Regions from separate parts of the Sus scrofa genome. Here all the other regions are linked to region 1. A link is a contact called in public Hi-C and promoter capture Hi-C data. All regions are on one chromosome and are shown on one strand. The core of a region is the stretch at or near the end of the contact, and the rest is flanking DNA. Distances in the headings are between cores, read along the strand shown.

The links. Promoter capture Hi-C pulls out the DNA fragments that hold promoters and counts their contacts. Hi-C and Micro-C count contacts between places; a contact is called where the count stands out from the background.
Region 2: a contact with region 1 is called in a promoter capture Hi-C map of liver, with 4 times the contacts expected there. The contact joins the promoter of GTF2F1 here to the promoter of RANBP3 in region 1. A contact is called at or near these places in 1 of 5 promoter capture datasets (liver) and 1 of 47 Hi-C or Micro-C datasets (skeletal muscle).
Region 3: a promoter capture Hi-C map of liver shows a contact between it and region 1, with 4 times the contacts expected there. The contact joins the promoter of MLLT1 here to the promoter of RANBP3 in region 1. A contact is called at or near these places in 2 of 5 promoter capture datasets (fetal liver and liver) and 8 of 47 Hi-C or Micro-C datasets (alveolar macrophages, embryonic fibroblasts, heart right ventricle and 4 more).
Region 4: a contact with region 1 is called in a Hi-C map of liver, with 3 times the contacts expected there. The contact joins the promoter of SAFB here to the promoter of RANBP3 in region 1. A contact is called at or near these places in 2 of 47 Hi-C or Micro-C datasets (heart right ventricle and liver).

What each region holds. Positions count from the first base shown.
Region 1 is chr2:73,061,579-73,064,205 of Sscrofa11.1, forward strand. It overlaps RANBP3 (ran-binding protein 3), which reads left to right and starts at 1,304. Exons shown (of 17, transcript XM_021084014.1): 1 at 1,304-1,563. The coding sequence starts at 1,542.
Region 2 is chr2:72,686,285-72,688,911 of Sscrofa11.1, forward strand. It overlaps GTF2F1 (general transcription factor IIF subunit 1), which reads left to right and starts at 1,328. Exons shown (of 12, transcript XR_301807.3): 1 at 1,328-1,735; 2 at 1,820-1,866; 3 at 2,613-2,627.
Region 3 is chr2:72,779,663-72,782,289 of Sscrofa11.1, forward strand. MLLT1 (protein ENL) reads left to right here and starts at 1,288. Exons shown (of 11, transcript XM_021083993.1): 1 at 1,288-1,496. The coding sequence starts at 1,485.
Region 4 is chr2:73,333,180-73,335,806 of Sscrofa11.1, forward strand. SAFB (scaffold attachment factor B1) reads right to left here and starts at 1,315. Exons shown (of 21, transcript XM_021084024.1): 1 at 843-1,315. The coding sequence starts at 1,205. SAFB2 (scaffold attachment factor B2) reads left to right here and starts at 1,363. Exons shown (of 18, transcript XR_002341685.1): 1 at 1,363-1,700.

The DNA of each region.
Region 1 (2,627 bases), core at 54-2,553:
CCTAACAGTTAAGGATCTGACGTTGTCACTGCTATGGTGCTGGTCACTGCTATGGTGCAGGTTTAATCCCTGGCCCAGGAACTTGTGTGCCAAGGGCACAGCCAACCCCCCCCCCAAAAAAATCCAAAATGTAAAAAACTACCCTTAGCTTACAAGCCAGAGGTGGCGCAAGGACTGTCGGGCCTTAAACCAAAGACATGTGACACAAAGTCCCAAGCAGAGGGATCACTCTTAAGTGCAAAGATCCTGAGTTTGGTAAGCTCCCAAACACAGAAAGATCCATGTGTCAGAACTGCAAATGAGCAAGGGAGCGCATGGCAGCAGAAAACAGGGGGGCTTTGTAAGCCTAAATGAGAGATTTAGAATGTATTCCAAGTTCAGCGGAAAGTGTTTTGGAAGCATTGAGGAAAGATGTGCTCTTGATCTAACATTTTTTCCCCCCACTGTACAGCAAGGGGATCAAGTTATCCTTACATGTATACATTTTTTTCCCCACCCTTCGTTCTGTTGCAACATGAGTATCTAGACATAGTTCTCAATGCTACCCAGCAGGATAACTCATATTTTTTAAAAGATTCCTCTGCGTGTTGCTTATTTCCTAAAAATGAAAGAGAGCAGAGAGAGAAGATGCTGTTCAGTCTTCCAGGATAGAGATGAGGATGATCTGGCCTCAGGCAGTGAAAGCCTTTCTGGGGAGAACGGGTGGATCTGGGCTCTATTTTGGAGAGGAGGCAGAGTCCAGGGGATGTTCTGAGGGATCCGTAGCAGATGCGTCGCGAATGAGCCCAGGGGGTCCAATAGTCTCCCCTCAGCCCTGTGAAGTTGATCAGCCCACGTGATCAATGAAAACACAGAGGCTCCGTGCCAGGCCCTGTTGAGTCCACGGCCTCGTCCCCCTCCCAAAAGCCAGTGATCTTTAACTTCAGGCTTCTACTTCCCCCAACCATCTCCCACGTCTCCACGTGATCTCAGAAAAACGTCTGCTCAAAGTACTGGTCCCTTAGACGGAGAACTGGTCTGGGGTGACTTAGGACACCCCACGACCCTCCTGCAGGCCCCAGGCCTGCCCGCGTGGAAAGGCCCCCACTCCAGACCCAGCGATTTACCTATTAGAAGGCCTCGATCGCGGCGCCCACCACAACTCACGCTCCCACCGAGGAGGGCGGGACCGCAAAACGAGCGAAATGCGGGACGGTCAGAACCCATCCCTGCCCGGCCGCCTTACCAACCGTTGCTTCCCGCGTCGCCCGGGAACTCCACCACGCATGCGTCTTAACCTACCCACGCCCACACACCCCCACCCACCCTTGATCGGCGGGAAAGGGAGGCGGGGGCGGTTAAAACGCAGGTTCGTGCTCCGAGCTTGGTCGGGCGGGGACAGTGATCCAGAGCCCCACTGCGCGCCTGGCTCAGCGCGCATGCGCAAGCTGCCTGCCTCGCTCGGAGTCGGCTTGGGAAGTACGCACGCGCGGGAGTTTCTGGCAGAAAGCAGACGAGCCCCGGCCGGCGCGAGGCCTTGTGGGAGGGCTTAAGGAAGTAAAATGGCGGACCTGGCGAACGAAGGTAGGGGAGGCGCCGTCGGGGGCCAGCTGGCGGCCAGGGAACGGGCGGCGGGAGGCCTTGGGACCACAGGCCCGAGGGGTGAGCACCCCGAGGTGCAGGGAGCCTGTGTGCTCCGGGAGGGCGGCCCAGCGGGCCCTGCAGCCGCCCCCCATTGCGTTCCCTCAGGCCGGGCTCATCCGCCCGGCCTATCACTCCCGGCAGCCCCAGCCTTACCACGGTCTGGCTAGACGGCTCGGGAAACTGCGGGGGGCTGCGGCCCTGAGGCCTTTCCGCCTTGCAGGCCAGGCCTGGGGCTGAAAAGGGGCGGGAGGCGCGCCCTCAGCGCCTCGGTCACAGATGTAAATAGACCTCCGGGCCTGGTCGTGGGCCCAGCGCGCCACGCTCCCTCCCCGCCCCCTCGTTCTCGGTACCTGGGCTTCCCCTCTTCCCTGCCGTGCCGCCCCACCCCCTAATCCTCCACCCGCCTGGAGGCTTCTCATCCTCCACCCGCCTGTCCCACGCCGAGGATGGAGAACGTCGGGTTTGTTTCGCCCCCACCCCCAAAACGGCCCCCCAGTTCCCGCCAGTTCCCCCGGATCCTTCGTGGCGACCCGCGACTCCGCTCATTTAGGCTCAGTCTCAGGATGTGGGCCACCGAAAGCCTTGGCTGCCTTTCGGCCCTTTTTTGTTGCACTTCCAGAAAGAGGCAGGCTGTATGATTCTCTCCTGCGGAGCGCTGACATCCCACCTGAGCGATTTTGACAAGGTTACAGTTCCGAACGGCCCAGAGAAAGCGCTCCATAAGTCGATGTCTGATGAAATCAACCGTGATGTTGAGATCGCTGTAGCTTCAGGGCCTCTGAGGCCTATTTTTAGTTCCCTCCGTTTCTAGGTGCACAACTACAGGCAAGCTCTCTACCTGCCTGGCCCTGATTCTCCCGTACCCTTGTCCCTGCTGTCCTGAGGTTTCCATACTCAGCTGCACGAATGGCAATAATATGTGCTCACCCTCGTGGAGCGTTTGGCCTGGTACCAGGTACTGTTCAAAGCCTTGAGGTGTTACCTGGATTAAGCCTCACTCCTCA
Region 2 (2,627 bases), core at 78-2,577, 380 kb before region 1:
AAGGGGTCCAATCGGAGCTACTGCTGCTGGTCTACGCTACAGGTACAGCAACGTCAGATCTGAGCTGAGCCTGAGACCTACACCACAGCTCACAGCAACGCCAGATCCTTAACCCACTGAGCAAGGCCAGGGATCAAACCCACAACCTCATGGTTCCTAGTCGGATTTGTTTCTGGTGCACCACGATGGAACTCCCCGTCTCTATATTTCTAAGTAGTTGGTGTGGTTTCTGACGTATGGTATTGGGTAAGGAATAAATGAAAGTCCATAACTATCAGACCCACCCATGGAGTGCTGTAGTTTATGGTGCAGTTTTGGTGTCTTTGCTTAGCCAACTCCTAGTTTAAAACGTCCCTCTTGGAGTTCCCGTCGTGGCTCAGTGGTTAACGAATCCAACTAGGAACCATGAGGTTTCGGGTTCGATCCCTGGCCTTGCTCAGTGGGTTAAGGATCCGGTGTTTCCATGAGCTGTGGTGTAGGTCACAGATGCGGCTCGGATCCCGCGTTGCTGTGGCTGTGGCGTAGGCCGGCGGCTACAGCTCCGATTGGACCCCTAGCCTAGGAACCTCCATATGCCGCGGGTGCGGCCCTGGAAAAAGACAAAAAGAAAAAAAAAGTCCCTCCTCCCTGAGCCACCTGCTCTTTCCCCGTAGCAGCCCTGTTCTTCCTGGCTTGTAGGTATCATTTTCCGAGACTGTATAATCCACCACAACCTCCAAGAGGACAGGAGATGGTTTGTCATATTCACCATGAACTGCCCAGAACCCAGCCAGCAGGTGCTGAAAGTGGATGGAAGAATGGCTGGTCCCGAGCATGCGAGCATGCGCAGTTGTGTTACTACATGGTGGGGGAGGGGTGTGTGCACACCTGGAATTGGACAGGGAGGGTACTCGTACCTCTCGTACCTCTCTCCTGCCCTCCATAGCCTCCTTCCCTTCCATCCAGTTAGCCAGCCACCTCCGCGATGTTACCCTTCTGGGGCCTCAGGGCCCTGGCCATCTGTGCAGCTTGAACTTGCACAGACCCACTCCGCCAGCGGCCGGTGGGGTGATCCCCACCCAGGCCTTGACCCCTCCTGGCTCGGTTCCAACGTCACAAGGGCTCCTGGCCCGATCACTTGACGAGATTATGGTTTCCCTCCTGGGGCTTAGGGAAAAAATGAACACCAAAGAGACTCAGGTGGAGCCGCAGTGTTTCCGTGCGAAGGAGGTCTCAGGCACCATGGTAACGCGGCCTCCTCGGACTCACTTCCGGAGTGGAGTAGCGCATGCGCAAGGCTTCTGGGCGGCCAGGAAAAAGGCTTGTTTCTCCACCCCTTCCCAAGATGCCCCGCGGTCCTTAATTGGGACGTCACGAGCGGGGTGTTACTATACAGCGTGATTGAGTTATCCGCACTATATATTGCAGTCAGCTGGTGCAGGAGCAGTAGTAGGTGTTGCTTTTAAGTCAGATTCGGAGCCTGTGACGCGGCCCACGGGAGAGTTTCGCTTCCGGTTTAAGTGGCTGCGCAGGCGCAGACGTGGCACGAGAGGCCTCAGAGGCTGACCGCTGTTCCAGCGCCACCCCCGGATAGTTTTTCCTAGGATTGGCGGCTCGGGGTTCTCGATCAGGGACCAGAGAGCCGAAACCTCGAGGGCGGCTTCCGCGGGACCTAGAGACCCTCATCCCGGGGGAGTCGAAAAGGACGAGGATCCGACCAGATTTCTACCATTGCGCATCGCCCATGGCGGCCCTCGTAAGTGTAAGGCGAGGGGTTTCCGGGGTCCTGGCTGCAGCCTTTATACTCCCTCACTCACTGCACTGCTTTCTCTCCCCTCAGGGCCCCTGCAGCCAGAATGTCACTGAATATGTTGTCCGAGTTCCCAAGTAAGTCCCAGACCCCAGTTCCCCGTCTCCTCCCAAAAGGGACTAAGCCTTCAGGCACCTCCTGATTCTCCTTCCAGACCGGTAGCAATCTAAGGGCAGGGCTGAGGTTGAGCCGAGGTGTCTGGGGCATCACTGTTTTTTGAAGAGAGTGAATGAATGAACGAATGGGTGCATTATTAATACACAGTATGGGGAGTTCCGTGTGGCTTAGAGGTAAGAAACCCAGCTAATATCCATGAGGATGCGGGTTCAATCCCTGGCCTCACTCAGTGGTTTAAGGATCCAGTGTTGCTGTGGCTGTGGTGTAGGCTGGCAGCTGCAGCTCCGTTTAGACCCTAGGAACTTCTGTATGTGGCCGGTTTGGCCCTTTTAAAAAGCAAAAAACAAAACAAAAACAGTGCCGGTATGATGCAGCCCCCCTACCTAGCATTCCCTCTGCCACTGCCCACTGTGACTGCTGGGTGGATTCTTGTTGATCCTGGAAATCCTAGTTCCACTATATTCCCTATCTGCCACCTCACCCCCCTTGCCTAGGGCTGAGTTCCCAGTTAGCGCCAGATCTTGGGTTCCTAGAAATCTTTGTCCGTTTTTCTGAATGGAGTTGAGAATATGGATCCCACTTTGCCAACAGACTGGGAACCTCTGAGGTCTTTTATGGGTCCCCAGCATTGCCTGACACAAAGGGCTGAGCCAGGGAGGGTTTACTGAATGAATGACTGAGCACTGCCTCTTCATGTCCATTCCAGAAATACCACCAAAAA
Region 3 (2,627 bases), core at 38-2,537, 280 kb before region 1:
GCATGGTGTTACTCTCTGCAATGACTCTGGCCCTCTTCAGAGTATTTGTGTGGACTTACTTTCATCTTCTCAAAGTTACCAATTTTCTGGTGCTGTTCCTCAGTGCAAAGCACCAGCCAGAACACATAATGAAGCCTTGCCTGATACTTAAATGAGGAGTGGAGTGGGGGAAAAGAAGCCAAACAACACCCCCCCCCCGATTTTCTTTCTTAAAGGACAAACCTGCAGCATATAGAAGTTCCCTGGCTAGGGTTCCATCTGGAGCTACACAGCTGCCAGCCTACGCCAGTCACAGCAATGCCAGATCTGAATGTCATCTGTGACCTATGTTGAAGCTTGCAGCAATGCGCAATCCTTAACCCACTGAGCGATGCCAGGGACCCAACCCCACACATCCTCACAGACACTATGTTGATTCTTAACTCACTGAGCCGCAGTGGCAACTCCCCAAACCCCTGATTTTTAATTATAAGAAGGGATTTTAAATAACTGCATAAGGGACCCCAAATCCCAGGCAGAATGCCCAAGAGACAAGTGGCTTACAAGATCCAAAAAAGATGGGGCAATATGTTTAAGACCGATCTAAACACAGTTTACAAGTCGTGGTGAAAGCATGTCATAGTGGGGAAATTAAAGATGGGGTTTTGGACGGACCGGGATGATAAATCTCGTGGATAAAATGAGAGCCTCTTGTTTACGTAGCAGATTCTGATCTGTATCATTCAAATTAGCGTGAACTAGCATCACACTGTATCTTGATGGTCCCCATTTTATGGATGCAAATTGAGACTCAAGGGAAGAAGGGAGATGACCAGGTGGGCCATGATGTAGATCCAAGATTGGAAAATTAATCTGCAGTTCCAGAGACCAGGGTCATTCCATCACACAGTAGCAACACGTGGCCAGGAAACAAAATTGTCCCTGGAGATCCCTCCCCAGACCCCGAACCCTCCACCAAGGCTACCGCCGCCTGGGGAGGCTCGGCCCAGGAATGCTCCGGGCTCTAAGCAGCGCCCCCTGCGGGCCACAGTGCGCAGGCGCGGCGCGCCCGTCCCGCCCCCGCCCCCCTCCACGTGCGGCGCACACCTCGCGCTCCCCTCTGCGGGGCTCGCCTCGCGCCTCCCTCCCTGCCTCCTCCCGCCCCTCCGGTCCGGGTCTCCCATTGGCTGCGGGCTTCGTCCCTCCGACCGCGGCCCGGCAGGCCCCCGCCAGGCCGGAAGTCCCACCCCTCAAGAGGCCGTCCGCCCTGCCAATTGGCCCAGGAGCCTGTCTGTCGGGGCGGCGGGCCCGAGTCGGCGGCGGGGGCCCGCGGTCGGTGCGCGACCCGGGCTGGCGGTGGTTTCCGGTTCCGCGGGGCTGGCGGGCGGGCGGGCGGCCGGGAGCGGCGGCGGCGGCGCCTGACACACAATGAGGGCGGCGGGGAGGCGCTGAGCGGCGGCGGCGGCGAGCGACGCGGGGCCCGGGGGCGGGGCGGGGCGCCAGCCATGGACAATCAGGTGAGGAACGGCCGCGCAGCCCGCGCCGCCCGCCCGGCCCCCTCCCTCCCTCCCTCCCTCCCTTCCCCGCCCGCCTGGCCCGGCCCTCCTCGGTCCTGTCCTCCCCGCCCCCGCTCGGCGCCCGCCCGCCCTGCTTTGTGCGCGCCCACTGCTCCCCCGGCCTTTATGTGGGGCGGGGGCGCCCTTCCCCCACCTGCGACCCTCAGCGGGTCAAAGCGCCTCGGACTACCCTGGAAGCCCCGGTCTCCCGCTGCCCAGAGCCCCCTGGGACTGCCCTCGGAGCCCCGGTCCGTCCCAGATCCCCGTGGGACGTCCCTTGTGACCCCGCTTTAGCCCAGAACCCTTTGGGACGCTCTTCGGGACCCCGGCCTGGCCCACATCCCCCTGGGACGCCCCTTGTGATTCCATTCCGACCCGGAGTCCCCTGGGACCTCTCTTGGCACCCCCGCCCATTCTTGAATTCCCGCAGCCTCCCTCCCCGCAGGGGACCCTTCATTCCTCAGATCCGGTCAGTCCCCCGTTCCTCTCTGAACCTAGGGCTGGTTGGTGTCTCCTTCCTCCTCTGGACCCTTGGCCCCCGGTCCCCTCAAACTTCCTGAGCCCCCCAGCCTGCTGCCTCTTCTAATCATTCAGCCTTTGCTGGGGTTTGAGTCTCCCCAGAACTCCTGGGACCTTGATCTGCAGCCTCTTCCTTTCTTGAACCCAGGCCCACCCTAACCTGTCCTCTAGTCCTTTTTCAGGCCTGAGCCCTCTCTCCCCTCTGATCCTGCCCCTGTCTCAGCCTGAGCATCACTTTCTCCTCAGACCCTTTTCCCATCAGGAGCCAGGCCTGCATTGAACATCCCCCTTTTTGGACCTAGGCTTGCTTCTTCAGATCTTTGACTCACTCTGCTGCTTCAGGGTTTCAGGCCCTGGTCACTCTCCCTTGGACCCAAGGGGCTGTGTCTTCACCTTCAGATCTTCTCTGTGATCGGGCCCATGGGCCATTTCTGCTCTGACCTGGAGCTCTAACACCCTTGACACCAAATGCCTTACTTCTCTCAGCTTGAGCCTTCTTTGCCTCTGTGACTCTGATTTTTTTGCTTCCCTACTTTTTTCCCCACCAGTGTTGAGCTCCTTGATCTGTCTCCT
Region 4 (2,627 bases), core at 65-2,564, 270 kb after region 1:
TACTACCTCTGAGTGTTTACATGTGCTAGGCAACACGCCAAGCCTGTTTCATGCCATCTTACTTAATCCTAGCACGGAAGAACTATTACTTTCCTCTTCGAACACAAAAAGAAACAGGATCGAGAAGGGGTAGTAAATGTCTTCCATGCCCAAGATCAGGCCCCTGGGCCTGGCAGGGGCCTGATCTCTCCCCAACCCTCTATGTTCTATCTCGCGATTGCTAACTGCACTTCCCTTTGCATGCTGTGTCCCCGAGTCCGTGCTGGAAGGTCCCTAAGCCGTTTTTTCTCTCTCTTGGAAGATTTTTTTCGGAACGATTACTTTAACAGTTCATTCAAGGCTTCTAGGCCATAACGGATCAAGGAGCATCTATCTTCCCAAAGGAGAACCGCGCGGCCCGCACGGGCTCAGGGAATCAGACGGCTTGGGTTCAAATCCCCACCTCCCCACTCGGGTCGAATGACCTTGGCCCAGTCCCCACGCCGCGGAGGAAATGAGGATTTCAAGGTTCCGCGTCCACTTTCGCAGACTGGGATGAAACCAACCAAAAAAAAAATCCCTAAAAAACAGTGAATGATGCGGAAAACACAGGCCTTAGCCGATGTCACCCGTCACCCCAAACTTCCCCCGTTCGCTTCCCCAGTCTCGCCCCGATGCGACTCTAGACTTCGAACCTGGAGCTCCCGCCGGAGCCAGAGAGAAGCCGGGAGAAGCGCTGAGCGCCAGGCCCAAAGCAGGCCGCAGACAGGGCCGGGGGCGGACCCCGAGGCCAGGACGCCACCGTCGTGGCTGCCGGGGTCCCCCAACCCACTTCCTGCCCACCCCCAAGGCCCCGGCTCCACCTTTTTGAGCCGCTCCATCAAAACGCTCTTGTTGCCGCTCGAGTCCAGATTCCGTTTCCTCAGCTCCGCCCGCAGATCAATCACCCGCAGGTCGCTGAGGCGCCGCGTCCCGGTCTCCGACGAGGCGGAACTCAGAGCGGCTGCGCCCGCCGCACTCGAATCGCCTAGGCCTGACAGAGCCTCCGCCATTCCAGGGACCCTGGCTCCGCCGCCCACTTCACACAGAACCGGGCAGGATTTATCTCGGCTTCTAGCACAAAATGGCGCCGCCTGCGAGGGAACCGCTCCAGCCGCCCCGGCGCGCCTCGCTCCTGCGCAGGCGCACCCGGCGCGGGTTCGACGCTCCCGGTCGCGTCTGCCCATGCGTGGTGAGAGACTTGGGGAACTGCGCGCAGGCGTGTTGCGTTTTGCTGGCCTCCCGCCGCGATCAGCCGGCACACATGCGTACTGCAGTTACGGCGCCTGCGCGTTGTGCCGGGTCACGTGCGTTTGGTCGACGCGCTAGCGTGCTTGCTGCTAAGAATCCCGGTAGGGGCCGCACGCATGCGCTGCCGGAAAAACTGGGCGGGAGGAAGCGAGTGCGTTTTCCTCGCCGGCGGCGCCATTTTGTGTTCAGAGCCGCTACTGCCGCCGGCGGTGTGAGGAGTAGGTGGCGGAGACGGGGTGCCCGGGATGGCGGAGTCTCCGGCAGGGTCCGGTGACTCGGGTTCTGGCACGGCCAGTGTCGTCTCGGGCGCTTCAGAAGCCGGGACGCGGCGGCTCAGCGATCTGCGGGTGATCGATCTGCGGGCGGAGCTGAAGAAGCGGAACCTGGACACGGGTGGCAACAAGAGCGTCCTGATGGAGCGACTCAAGAAGGTGAGGCAACCAGGGGCCCTGGGGTGGCGCAGGAAGCTGGGGCACGCCCCCGAGCGGGCCTGTCACCGTGACTCCCGGGCCCGGGGCGCCTCCGGCCCGCTTCTCGTGGCCGAACCCAGCCCGAGCTGTCAGGGACCGCGGGGATCCGGCTGTGTGACCTTGGCTCGTCACCGCTTCTCTCTGTGTCTTACCTCCTCCTTTTTTTCTAGTTAGTCGTTTCAAGAGCGCTGAAAGCCCACTATAGCTGCAGGGTGGCTTCTAGACTGCACCCGGGGTTTGGGTTGGAGACTGTTTGTGTGACCTTGGACAAGTGCTTTCCGTTACTTGCTCTTGTTTCTTGTCTTGGAGATCCAAGAGAGAAAGATCCTTTGAGGTTTTCTGTCTTGGAGAGGTTTTCTTTCTTGGAGATCCAAGACTGAAGATCCTTTGAGATTTCTCGGGGTGGAGGGTGCTTTGCTGGGTCCTGCCCCAGGACCTTTGTTCCTCCCTTGCTTTTCCCCCGGACTGCTCCTCTCCCAGGTCAACAACTGTCTGGCGCCTTGTCATTTTGGGGTCTGAGATGTCGAGTCGCCGACCAGCCTCCCTAAGTTCTGCTGCACTTCCCTGACTCCATATCGCACCATCCTGTGTTTATTGCTCCCACCTCAGGGGCACTTGACACAAACTGGGGCGGGGCGTTGTCATTTCCCAAGTCAGAACTAGCTTCTTGAGGATCAGGACCTTGTGAGTTCCCTGGGTTCGCCGCGCCTCCCCAGGCCCAGAAGGCACTGGGATACTTGTTGAGTGGAACCACTAACCTCTCCTCTACCCAGGTTGATGGGTGTTTTTCTACCTCAGGTCAAAGATGGCTGGGTTGACCAGCTCCTCAGCCCTTTGCCCCTGCCGCCTTTCTGCCTGTTACTTTGTTGACTTAGAGCAGAGGCATTT